Linked DNA regions of Ovis aries: region 1 is linked to region 2. The links are chromatin contacts, called in public Hi-C maps. All regions are on one chromosome and are shown on one strand. The core of a region is the stretch at or near the end of the contact, and the rest is flanking DNA. Distances in the headings are between cores, read along the strand shown.

Region 1 (6,922 bases), core at 566-3,065, 750 kb before region 2:
CGCAAAATCTCTCTTTAAGTGAAAGTCTGAAACGACTGAATTTCTCAAATTCTGACTAAACAAGTGGATCAACAAAATCTCAGAAGTTTTGGAGAAATAAGAATGTGGAGTATTACTATTTTGTTTTGGTTTTGCCAGCTGCCCTTTCCTTTATATTAAAGTTTTCAGTCTCGGTGTGTTATTGAAAAATAACTTTCAATCACTTCGATAAAAATCACAAATCATTACCATTATTTAAACACTAATGTTAAGCAACTTCATCTCTCAAAAATAACTTGGAAAATATCCTGCCCAGCACGAACTAATACTTCGTGAACAAAAACACCTAAAATCACTTTCTACCAAGCCACGATATAGTAAAGCCAAAGAAAACGTAATCCTGTAAAAACCCCACCAGCCAAGAAGCACTTATTACCATCAGTCTGCCCTGGATCATCGCTTACCGTCAAGCTGTCAAAGCATTAGAAGAACCTGGGGGGAAAGTTCCACACCGAGTTCACCCGCTATACCATCGTCCACACCTAACACGTTTGGAGAAATGCAAACACGCCACATGTACAAGTTTAAACCAGGTTTAACCAAGGTAGGTGTTTTGTCAGTTCTGTTATCGAAAGCGTAAAAAAAAAATTTATTTTAAGGCAGCAGCATGCATGATTTCCCCTTTTTCAGGGGGAAAAAAAAAAAAAACAGAAACCCACCACCAGAAATGGTACAGAAATGACTTAAGGCGAATTAAACAGTTTTGAACATTGAGGCCGCCGTACAGGGCGGTTTAGAAGGTTCTGTCCCAAATGCCAGGCAAAAGTCCTCTGGCGAGTTTCAAAACTAAAGACCTTGCACTCCGGCACAAATAACAAAAGCTTAATACAAACTACCCGGCCGTCAAACCGTTCCTGTTACCATCGCCCAGAGGTTTTTTTTTTTTAACCAACATTGAAAAGGGAACAATAAAAAGCGTCTCACCGCAAACGCAGCACGAGAGGGACTGTCGGAAGTAAGGCAAGAGCCTGTTAATCTCTGTAAACGCCTTGGGGTCTCCGGGGTCGTAGTTGAGCACTAGGCGGCTCGCGGAAATGTAGAGAGCAGTAGCATTCACCGGGTTCATTGCAGACGCTTCGACACCGTTGGCTCCCGGGTGAAGAGAAATTCCGGATCCAACTTTGTAAGCAGCCAGGGAACAACGGCGAGTTTGTAACAATTCGGAGGAAATCGGGGCAAAACCTCTGGCCAAACCAGTAACCAAAATCCGTACAAGTTTGTGGAGCTGAAGCAATCCTCCCACACATGGGGCCCTGGCGCCCCTCCTCCGTCCCTGAGACTTGCAGACCGAGTAGGGAAAAAAAAAAAAAAGCGAGGGAGAAACCAGCGTTCGAGTTCGTCCCGGGCGGCCGCGGGGCGCAGAACGCGGCGGAGGCGGCGCTCAGTCTAGCCCCACGGCTCGGCGGGCGGCCTGCGCTCGAGCTGCATCCCTGGACGCGGAGGCACCTCCTGTGGTCGAGCTGGCGGGCGCGGCGGCAGGCCCCGGCCCGGTCCGAGGGGCGGGCACGCTTCTCACGGGTTGCGGGGCCCTTACTCCATCACAGCGCCCGGCGCGGAGGCAGCGGCGACGGCAAGGACGGCAGCGCGGGCGTCGGCTTCCTGGATCTAGTGCACCGAGCCGCGGCGGCGGCGAACGCTGCTGCTGCGGCTGGCGGAGACCGCCGCCGCTCTCTCCATATCGGACGCGGGGCCCGGACTGAGCCTGACTCTCCGCCCCGGCGGTTAGAGCCCGGCTGTTCCCTGAGGTGGCGAAGCGGCCAGGGGAGGCCCCCGCCCGAGAGGGGAGGGCCGGGGAGGAAGTGCGCGGGCCGGCGGCGGCGGGAGGGGGCGGGGAGCAGGCCCGGCCGGGCCGCGGCGGCGCCCCTCGCTCCTCAGTCGCTCACTCCGAGGTCACCAGGCGCAAGCGCCGCCCCCTCACTGCCCGGCCATCTTCTCCGCGCCACACACACGGACGCCTCCTCCGCCAAGCACCACGGCCGCCACCGCCCACGACGCCCGGCCGGCCGCGGCTGAGGCGAGCGCTCACACCGACAGGCCCCGCCGCCGCCCAGCGCACACAGCAAGGCCCCGCCGCAGGCCCCTCCCCCCGTGCCTCGCCGCCCTCACCCCGACTCCACGCGCCACTCGAGCTCGGTAGGGCCCGGGCTGCTGCGGCCTTAATGGATCCCGCGGGCTGTGCGGCGCCTCAGGCCCTGACGGCGACGACGACCGTTACCCCAACGGGCAAAGCCACTGTCATCCCCGAGACTCCCCCGCCGCCGTCGTCGCTAGTGCTCGCACGCATGCGCAGACCACATTCTCACCCCTCCCCCCGCCCTTTCCTTTCCCTTCGCTTCCCTTTTCCCCTGCTTCTCCTCTCAGAGCCCCCTCCACACCCTCCCAGAGCTACCGGCTCGCTGGGCGCATGCGCACTCCACTACCCAGCCCCGCCGCCTTTCGCCCTGACGCGTGCGCTTTGAGCGCCCACCCAGAAAACCGGATAAACACATCAGCCCGCTCACACCAGCCCCTCCCCGCTGCCAACCCACCCTGAGCTCACTGCGCATGCCTGACTCCCCACTTTACTGCTCTCTGTACAGAGCGTGCTCCTGGTGAACCGCCTGCGCTCCCCGCCCCTCCCCCAGGCGCTCTCAAATTCCCTCTTAGGCGTGTGGGCTGTGGTGAAACATTCGTTAGTTGACCCATCCTTCCCCAGTGTGGGCTGTAGGCTTCCCGCACTACACGGCTTCCTCGGTGTCCGCCAACGCGGAGCCCCGACTGGGTCGCGCCATGTGACGCTCCGCCCTGGCCCCATGCGGCCTCTCCTCGCCCGGGCTGACCGCGAGGTGAGGAGAAAGCGCCGCACCGCCCCAAACCCCGCCCTCGCGGCCTTTCTCCAGGAACCGAGCTTCCAGACGGCCAAAAGGGCGCTGCCGCCGCTCGCCTGCACCCGCCCGGCTCAGAAGGGAGGTGGCAAGCGACGTGGCTGCGCGCCCAGCGGGCGTTCGGGCGGCGTGGGCTCTTTTGGGGCCGCGGCCCGCGTCGACGGCACCCTGAGGCCTCTAAGGCCGGATCAGGCCGTCTGAAGCGGTGGTGTCCGCACCCACCTCCTTCTCTGCCCGTCAGAGCGGGCTCTTTCTCTAGTGCTTGGAGGACGACGGACGTGAGCAGCCCAGCCTTCCAGGGCACCGAGCTCTCCACAGGAATCCAATTAAACAACAAAACGAATCTCTTTTTCTTTAAACAGACCTCGCTCTCTGTATGAACAGATAAGAACCCATGGTCCTGCTTTAGAACCCAAATCCTTGAAAGTATTACCTGTTTTTTAAAGAAAGTTTTGACCTGTTTTTGCAGGAGACCAAGGTCACGGAGGTAAAAACAAAACCCTAATTTAACGTCTGACTCCCCTCCCCTCCAAAAGAACAAACCGTCTTTAAAAATAGAAACAGCGTAGGAATCATTATCTCTGGATACACCAAAGCTCTTCAACATAACTTTTTGCGCTTAGTAAATGCTCTAAACATGTCTGCAAACGAAGATTTATGACGTATGTAAATCTTTTCTGACAAAAACATTTTTGTTTGAAGCTTGCCACTTGGAGTAGAAATGAAGAGTTAAGATATCAAGAGAACCCATATAACCTCTGATAAATTCTATTACCATTTGAGGACAGGTACATTTTCTTTGGAAGCACTAGCATACTATTAGTACGAAGTGTTAAAAATAATCTATTTTCCTAATTTTGTGAAACAAAGCTGTGCAAAATGTATTTGGTCTGACAAATAGTTTATAAAATTCATTCTCTTTTAAAAGTCTGGTCTTCCTTTTGTCTTAAATAAGAAATCTTTTCTAAGCTCACCTTCAAATGAAAGTGTTTTAATATACAGTTCTATTTTTATTCCAGACTCAAGTTCTTCTACAACACACAGGTTGTCCTTCCCCAGAGGACCAACACGGAGAGTGAAATAATCAGCACTGTTTGCATTCAGACAGTACAAGTTAGCGGTGACCCTAGACAAGTGATTACTTGCAAGGCCTTAACCTTGCTGATTTTCGCAAGGATTTTTAAACGGATTTTTAAAAATCTCTTGAGATGTGCACATCAGATTAAGAATAATTCTATTAATGGTTCATGTGTGAGTGTGTGTGAAAGAGAAAGAAGAGGCAGTTCTTTTTTAGCTTTTGAATTGGTTGCAAATGCTGATAGGCTATGGCAAAGCATCTCTACACTGAAATAACCTTGTATAATAACTATTTACTTGTTTGAAGTTTGCCTGAAAAGAAAACAAATGAACTGTTTATATTAAAAGAAGTGCCTGGATCAAATATTTAGGAGAATTCATATTTAACTTAAATTTTAAACTATCAAGGTAATTTTTTTCATATTTTGTGTTTAATTATTATTTGGAAGTAAAACTGTTAGGGTTGCCAGATCTGACAAAAATATAAAATGCCAGTTTTAAAAATTACTTAACTTTTTATTTGAAAAGTTTTGAATTTACAGAATTATTGCACAGACAGTACAGATAGTTCTCCTATATTCTACATCCGGTTTCCTCTGTTAGTAACAGTATTATACATTTGTCACAATCAATGAACCAATAGTAATACATTATTATTAAGTAAAATCCATATTTTATTCCTATTTCTTCAGTTTTTCCCTAATGTTCCTTTCTTGATCTGGGATGCCATCAAGGATAGCACGTCACATTTAGTCATGGCTCCTTAGACTCTTGGCACTTAAATTTTCATTTCAGACAAACAACAAATACTTGTTTCCTTCTTCTTATCGTTTTCCTATCCATTTTGAATTAAAGCTCCCCTTTTCTATGTTCCAAGATTTCCAAGGGCTTACCTCTTTGACTGCATTTCTCACACTAAGTGGCAGTTGTTGGTTTAGTCCTATTTTCTCCCTATTATGCTAGAACCATTTGAAGAGCAGTTTTCCGGCTCTTCTCTCTCTGCCTTTATCATCATTGCCAAGCACGGGGTTTGACATATAATAGCTACTCAGTAATTGTTAAAATAATGATGAATTACTAGAAATGTGATAATGTAAGTAAACACCCCAGTACAGTGTGTGGTGAATAATAGGCATGGACAAATGTTTGCTTCTCCTTGGAGAAAAACATAAAATGTCTTATAATTTTAAAGATAGTTCTTACTTCAGCTCGATCAATGTCACTTCTCAGATCTTTAGTAAAGCCAGAGTGTGGATTGATTTGAAACACTAGGAATAAACAAGTATTTATTGATAGTCATCTAGCACTTTGAGGACAATAAAATTAATGCAGAAGGAGTTGTAGTTATCCTTTCAGTGAACAAAGATCAAGCTGGCAATAAGTCAAAGGGATTTTCTGAGGGGTTAAGCCCTTTACAAAATTATGAAAGTTTTTGCCTTCTCTCCTCTTCCTATTTCACCCTCTTCCCTCTGCCTTCTCCTTCCAAAACCAAAATCTATTTGGAGATGATATTCCCTCTCTCACCTTCCCAGGATGCATTCTCCCTAACTGTCTAGTATCTCTGCTCCAGTACCTTCTCTCCTGTAACCATCGGCTGTCTATGTCCCCCTCCCCAACCCAAATTTATATATTTTTTTATAATTTTATTTATTTTTATTTTTGGTTGCTCTGGGTCTTTGCTGCATGCGGGGCCTTCTCTAGTTGTGGCAAGCGGGGGCTACTCTTCATTGCCGTGCACAGGCTTCTCATTGGGGTGTCTTCTCTTGTTGTGAAACCCAGGTTCTAGGCACATGAGCTTCAATAGTTGGAGCACAGTAGTTGTGGCTCAGGGCTTAGTTGCCCTGAAGCACGTGAAATCTTCCTGGACCAGGAATCAAACCCGTGTCCCCTGCCATTGGCAGGCAGATTCTTATCCACTGCACTACCAGAGAAGTTCCCAACTCAAATTAATATAAATAAATCTTAACCTATGGTGTGATAGTATTAGAAGGTAGGGCTTTGGGAGATAATTAGGTCATGAGGATAGAGCCCTTATGAATGGGATTAGTGCCCTTATGAAAAGAACCCCAAAGAACTCTCTCATTCTGTCATGTGAGAATACAACAAGGACATAAGTCATCTTCAACCCAAAAGAGGGCCCTTGCCAGGTGATCATGCTGGCACCTTGATCTCACACTTTCAACATCCAGAATTGTAGAAATAAATATTGTCTAACCCACTAAGTTTCAGTTTATGGTTTTGTGTGATAGCAGCCTAGGCTCACTGAAAAATCATCCCTACCAAATTTTAACAAGTGCTTCATCTACTGTTGTGGAAAGAAATCAATCCAATTAACCTCCATCTATGGAAAGTGATAATAGCTTAATATAACTCACAAGAAGTCTTTGAAGATTGGCCAGAGCAAATATCACTTTATGAGGAACAGTAACCCAGATGAACTTAAGCCCAGAGCTTAATCAAAACCAATCCTGCTCTTTCCATCCACTCCTTTGTGTTACTAAACTTCATCTTCCATCTGCTCCTCTTTAGCTGTGGTCATACCTATCTCCTCCTCAAAAGTAGCCCCTCAGTGAGACTTCCCTAGTGGTCCAGTGGCTAAGAATGCACGCTCCCAATGCAGGGAGTCTAGGGTTCAGTCACTGGTCAGGAAACTAGATCCCACGTGCCACAACCAAAGATCCTGAGTGGTGCAGCTGAAGACCCAGCATGACCAAATAAATAAATATTTATTAAAAAAAGTAGCCCTTCAAAAGACACATATCCCTTTGCATATCAAATTCTGTTATTTTTCAATGAAAATTTTTCCAAATCAATACATATACCCATTCACTTCATCCAAAACATTTATTTAGCAACTCCAGCACCTATTTATATCTCAAATATTAAAATTGCCTTCAGTTTCTTCATCTCTAACTCTAGCCTAAGCAAAGCAGCTGCTTTAT
Region 2 (6,873 bases), core at 3,388-5,887:
ACTCTTCGCGACCCTGTTGACTGCAGCCTTCCAGGCTCCTCCGTCCATGGGATTTTCCAGGCAAGAGTACAAGTCTGTAAAACTGCATAAGGTAGCATTAATTTGGATCCAGTCTGGGAAGGTTTTACTAATTTAGCACAAACAAATGTTGATATGTTACTGGTTATTAAGTTACTGTTATTGAGCTATCTTAACTTCAGATACACTCATCTATAACGTTCCTATGTGATGCTATGGCTCAGACTCTACAAACTACATTTTTCCTATGCCAGCCAGTATCTTGCTAGGTTAGAGGTGATAGCTGCTCTCTGTAGTTACCACATCTGGGCTACTTCAGTATTCTTTTTTTGCTTTTCCAGTCCATCAACACCCAGTGGTAAGTTCTCTGTTGTAATATCTTTTGATTTCTGTTCTCTTGACTAACATGCCTTTGGACAATACCCCAAAGGAACCCACAGCCATTTGTAGGGTGTTTGTGTTTTGGGGAAAATGTTAACATTCAGATTTTCTGGGAATTACTGGCTCTCAATAGAAATTATGCAAATTGAAGCAAAGAAACAAAAAGATTTGAAAAAAAATGAACAGATCTTGGAATGACCTGTACTAAGGAGTAAGAAATTTAGCATAAATGTAAGTGTAGTCACAGAGAAAGAGAGAACAGGCAGAAAAAAATACTTGAAGAAATGCTGGCCAAGAGTCTTCCAAATTCAGTAAAAAGATACAATAACCAGCAATCCACACATCCAGGGAAATAAGTGAACCCCCCCAGCAGCATAAATACAAAGAAAACCACACCTAGAAACATAGTGTAACTGTTGATAAACTAAGATAAAGAAACAAATCTTAAAAGCAGCCTGACCTACAGAAAAACAATGATAAGAATTACAGCTAGCTTCTCATCAGAAACAGTGGAGGCCAGAAAGCAACAGAATGACAGTTTAAAGTGCTGTTAAGAAAACCCTTTGATGTCTTCTCATTGCCTATAGTATAAAACAAAGGCCCTTAACTTGCATAACCCACTCTTGCTTACACTTTGTCATCTTTTGCTCTAGCAATATTCTGTTGTGTACTTCCTTTTTTAAAAAACTAAAAAAAAATTTTTATGGAGGCCCCTCTATGTAAAAAGCCCTTCTCTTCTTTGCCTACTTATTTACCTTGACTAGCCTGATCACACACACACCTCCCCTCGCATTGTGGCCTAATGTCTCCCTGTAGACATCTATTGCTGTATTTACTATACAAATAATAAGTATCAGTTTAAATTTCATTCTCTGACATTGGATGGAGCTCCTTTAAGACTGATTTTTAGTTCTCTGGTATGTATTGTAGTGCTTAACACAGATTGAACTCAATAAATTTTTGTTTAATTCCCATAAAAGAGTAATAATACTCAACCCAGAAAGTGAATTTAGTTACCAGGGTTCACTAATTTCTACACTTCACAGTCAAGCCTGTGATTAGTGACTTCTTACTGATTTAGTAGGTAGGATTTTGTTTTTGTTTGTTTTGTCCTATGTAGTCCTTACAGTGATATTAAACCAGATCATTCTCTCTAATCATTTCTAACTACAAGTCCTCAATAGTTTCCTGGGAAAGGTCTTGAGACACGGAGGCTCATTTTTCCTTTCCTTGTCTTCTCAAATTCTTTCCTCTGGGATGAATCAAGTGAACTACCTATATGTTCTTATCCTAGATTGATTAGCTACCTGTAGCTGAAACCCCATTCCTAGTCCATAGGTCATAAGTTTTGACCTAAATATTGTTGCCTGATTCTGGCTAGTCCACTCAGAACTAATTAGCAGGGTTGATTCCCATTTTTGGTTTGAGTTCTGCTAAAAGAGAGGAAGAAGAAGTCAAGCACATGTTTCTATTTGGAAGTTGGGGAGACAGTGTGAAAGGTCTCTGGGACAACACCCACCCCTTACAAACATGGGCTCCATACGTCTAAGTACACTATTGAGCAATTCCATACATGACTTCCTGTCTATCTACCCCAATGCTTTCCTCTCATTTCTGTCTCCTTATTTTTATTCTTCAATTCCTTCTCTTTCTCTTGTATTTTTTGAGTTTTTCTTTCTTTCTTTCTTTCTTTCTTTCTTGAGTTCCTGGTAAGAATAGGGTGATGAGGGAACATTTAAAGAAAAGTTAAAAGGAAAACATGTATTTACAGGAAACTAAAATCCTTTTATGAAAAAATTCTCTTCCTTCTTTTATTACTTAAACAGATGGCACACAGTAGTAGTTAAGAGATCTGGATCAAAATCTCACAGTCTGTTCAGATCATTGACCCATTCAAAATACATAATCCCTTACAAAATAAAATCTAAAATTAAACGACTTCAGCATATTTTTTTTCTGGGTTTATTTTCCCCATTTATGGAAGTGGTTTAAGCTGCCTGATAGCAAGGACTATTTTACCTGTTATGTTTGTATTCACATTCTCCTAATCCCATCACATGTTAAAAAGCTAAAGCTGAACTGAGCCAGGTGTAGCTAAGTTTGTTATGAGCCAGGTGTACCTAACAGTTTGTTGTGTGAAACTATTTTGGAGAAATAGTTTCAACCTCTGGACAATGGGTTTATACAGCTTCAAAAATGAATTAAATATCTCAATCCATAAACTTTATAAGATGTATCAACAAATAAAACTATTGTTAGACAGAGCTATAACAATAGTGTGGGCTGCTGTAACAAAATGCCATAGACTGGGTGGCTTAAACAACAATTAAACTTCTCACGGTTTTGGAGATTGGAAGTCCCACGTCCGGATGCCAGCATGGTTAGTTTCTGGTGAACACTCTCTTCCTGGTTTGCACACGGCTGCTTTCTCACTGTGTCTTTTAGTTGTGAGGACAGACAGCAAGACAGTGTCTACGTCTCTGCCGTCACTTCTTATAAAGGACACTAATTCTATAGGATTAGGGCCCCACTCTTATCACCTCAGTTAACCTAAATTATCTCTGAAAGGCCTTGTCTCCAAATACAGTCACACTGGGGGGTCAGAGCATCAACACAGGAATTTTGAGAGGGGACACAATTCAGTCCATAGCAGCCATGATAAAATATACAAAGGTATTTAGATCCTTAGAATAAATCCAAAATCCACTTACATTATTAACTTTAGATCCTAATTACAGGATACAGATGGAGTTGCTGCCCAGATTTTCCTGGTCCACTTGCCCTCTCAACTTGAGGCCAGGAAGGGGCCACAGGTGATTTATGCTTGACCGTGTGATCATATATATGGCAAGTGAACCATATTCCTCTATTAGGATACAAATGAATAATTCTGAAGTTAAATACAGAAAAGCATAAATGAATGAAATTGGGGATTGAAGCTGTACTAATGCCTTAAACAATACTTACTGATGATCTACCATGTGCTAGAATCTGCCTGCAAAGTGGGAGACTTGGGTTCGATCCCTGGGTCCAAGATCCCCTGGAGAAGGAAATGGTAACCCACCCCAGTATTCTTGCCTGGACAATTCCATGTGTTACAGTCCATGGGGTCGCAAAGCGTCAGACAGGACTAAGTGCCTAACACTACCATGTGCTAGGTACTGGGGAAAAACAGTACTGACTGACATGATTTCTGATTTGAAATCATGTAGGGGTAGGGAGGTCTCCCCAGGTGGTAAAGAATCCCCTTGCCAGTGCAGGAGACGCTGGTTGTATCCCTAGGAAATGGCAAAAAGCTCCAGGATTCTTGCCTGGCAAATTCCATGGAGAGAGGAACCTGGTGGGCTTCAGATCCATGGAGTCGCAAAAAGTCTGGCTCTTTCAGCAGCTGGATGGGGAAAACACCTGTGCACTTACCAGGCTTCCCTGGGCGGCAAACGCCTACGCAGAGCCACAGAGATGGCTGGGGAGGAAGAGGCAGGTGATGGGGTCTGAGGCTCCGGCGTGGGGAGAACCAACTTACTGATGGCAGGTGTCTGGGGCTGGGCAGCTAAGAAAGAACAGACCTGTCACCGAAAGTCACTGTCCTCACAGCAAGGCTACGGCAACCAAGAATGGAAGCTATCCACGCACCAGGGCGCTTCGAAGGCCCTCAGACTCAGCTTATTTTGGTTTGCGGTTCAAGTTAAGGACACGTCTTACATTTTTCTCTCAGGACTCTACGTTCAGGCCTTTTTGTTTGCTTCTCATTTTCGCTCCCGTCCCTAAGAACTTTCCGCTGGTAAGACCTTCTTCAGGTGCAGAAACCAGAAGGAAGCTCCCAGAGCAGTCGGGGCTTAACTCGGAAAGCAGTCAGTTCTGTTGTGGAATCTCCTGTGGCGCTGAGGAGGAAGGCCCCAGAATAATCAGCCAGAGACACAGAAGCAACAAAACCCAGAAACTGGCAGGGCGCTTCTGTCTCTCTCACTCCCTCTCCACCGAGCAGCCTCAGCTCCACACCTAGCACAGCAATTGATTGACAGGAGGGCTCGCCCAATCCCAGAGCGGCGAAGACCGCCCTCGCGTCAGTGATAGGAGGGAAGGGGAAGACTGAACCTATCAGATTGGGCAGGGAGGGGGGGTTTCCTGTCTGCGCGGGTCCGCCCAGGGCCTCGCGACCGGTCGGCGCTGCAGCCCCGCCCTCCCGCCGCGCACGCCCCGCCTCTCTCCCCAGAGCTACGCGGCGGCAGAGCGGAGGCCTCGTGCCGTAACGGCCATCGCGGCGGCCGTGGCGGCGTCCCTGCCCTCCTCAAGTGAGCTGGCGCCGCCCGGGCTTGGCAGAGGGGAGGTGAGACGGTCCTGCCGGCAGGCAGACGCACAGACAGCCTTTTTCTCGTCTGGGGAATCTACATAGCCCGTTACTTGCCGCGGAGCTTCCTCTTCCCTGCTGAAGTTAGCTCCCGGGGCGCCGTCTGCCGGCTCGGAGCGAAGCCGGAGGGGGCGGGGAGGCCGCTTGGTCGGGCCTGGGCTTTTTGCCTCGCGGCTTCGCGCGACCCTCCGGCCACTGCCCTGGGAGGCGCAGCCCTACGACCTTCCTGTCCCTCCCTGGAGCGTCGGGTCCGGGTGAGCGCTGCGGCCGGCCGTCCCTGGAGGCTGAGAGGTCGAGTGTGTGGCGTGCACCCTCCTCCTTTTCTTTACCTCTCAAAGTCCTGACGGCTTTGTGGCGCATTCCGAGGCCGCGGTGGTGGTGGAGAGGGGCGCTTACCTCTAGGAGTGGGAGGGAGCCGTTCAGGGTGCGGAGGATGGACATCCTCGGGATGCGCCTCCCGCCCCTCCCCCCACCCAGCCCCCTGCAGTTTCCCTTGTTGGGAAATCTGGGTTATTATAATATCATGGATTCGTACGTGAGTTACTTGGGCTGTAAGCTTTTGACTTGAGTTGTAATATATCCGGGGGGAAAAATGTATCTTGGTAGTTGGTTTTGTAACCTTTCCTGTGTGTGTCCATAAAAGTTTGCTATTAGAAGCTCGGGAAGCTGAATTTTGTGCCGGACTGAGAACCCTTACTTTACAGACGCCCAGTTTAGTGTCACACTAATGAACTAGTCACTTAAAAATAATTCTGCCCGTTAACTTTGGCAAGAAACCAGGGGAGTTAGGAAAGGATGAGTTGAAGAAATTTCTATCCCCATCTTGGGTGGTGAGCAAAAAAAAGCTCACTGTTCAGTCAGGACAAGTAAATGTTGCAAGAGGTATTCATTTTTAAAAATCTTACTTTGGTAGATGTAAGAAAGACCAACCATACAGTTTATTAAGCAGATGGAAAGTGCTGTGTCTCAACCCTCAGGGAGTTTACAGAGTAAATGGGGAATTATCCAAGAAGAAGGTTCTGTTTGGTAATTGTCAGTAATATTCAGTTCTTAAATAGATATCCCTCATAGTTTGATAGAAACTCGAGATCTGTGCTTTGGTTGATTAATAGTTTTATTTCATTTTTATTGCAAACTTTACGATTTTCTTCTTTGGAAAATTCTGAACAGTTTGCAGAATGTTCAGGATTTCTCAGCTGTGCTTGTTCATATATTAAATTTTAAACTTGTTTGTTCTGTTTTTCTAAATATTTAGTCTAGATTTTACTAGTGCTTTCAGGTCCTTGAAAATAAAACATGAAACATAACAGGGTACGTTTTGTTAGATATTGAGATATGTTTTAGGCCACTGGATTTTTTGCACCTTTGAGAACTTCCCTGCCAAAACTCAAGGTAGATTTGATGCAAATGTTATAAATCACTTGTCAGGAAGACTTAATAAATCCATATCCTGTCTATTTTATTCTTTTATAGTTTAACAATTTTTACAATTTATTTACCTTTGTAATATGGAAAAATACCAGATATTTTTCTGCCTACACCAGAAGACTAAATGATTTTCTTATTTCGTCAATAAGTAGAATTGGAGGAAACTATTGAAATCACTAAGCATTTAACAAATTCTCTGTTAATACTTTGCTGTGGTGTTTTAGGAAGACAATTGACAGGGCCAAAAATGACATTTAAAGATTATTTAATAAGGCAACAATTCTGTCTGGATGTTCCTCACTTTATTTGAAAGATAGAATTTATAGTCTTCCTTCAAAACTGATTCCATATGCTGACTTTGTTTTGGTGATATTTATCATGCCTTAAACTACCCAGGCATAAGCCCTGGTTTTATCTTAAGACTTCCTCTCACCACATAACATTGCCCAATTTTTGTCAGCCATTTTCTGAAATTTCTTTCAGATATCTGTTCTAACCACTCGTTTTCTTTTTTCCCCCCAGTAGCTTTTAACCGGATTTTCTGCCTCTTTTCTCCCTTAGTATGTTCTGGCTTCTGCCTTGTTCTAAAATAGTGCTTCCACCACCCTCACTGTTAAACCAGCATTAGTTCCCTGTTATTTCGAGTATAGTTCAGAATTCCCAGCCTTCTAACAGTCTGCTCAAAACCTGTTTTTTTC

Evidence for each region. A called contact is a pair of places that touch in the nucleus more often than the background predicts.
Region 1: a contact with region 2 is called in a Hi-C map of liver, with 3 times the contacts expected there. The contact joins the promoter of MSL2 here to the promoter of NCK1 in region 2. A contact is called at or near these places in 2 of 16 Hi-C or Micro-C datasets (blood and liver).

The regions. Positions count from the first base shown.
Region 1 is chr1:253,696,883-253,703,804 of ARS-UI_Ramb_v3.0, reverse strand. MSL2 (MSL complex subunit 2) reads right to left here and starts at 1,815. Exons shown (of 2, transcript XM_004003317.5): 1 at 964-1,815. The coding sequence starts at 1,105.
Region 2 is chr1:252,945,656-252,952,528 of ARS-UI_Ramb_v3.0, reverse strand. NCK1 (NCK adaptor protein 1) reads left to right here and starts at 4,637. Exons shown (of 4, transcript NM_001166199.1): 1 at 4,637-4,726. It overlaps LOC121817339 (a long non-coding RNA gene), which reads right to left and starts at 4,412. Exons shown (of 3, transcript XR_006057174.2): 1 at 3,817-4,412; 2 at 3,111-3,265; 3 at 1-82.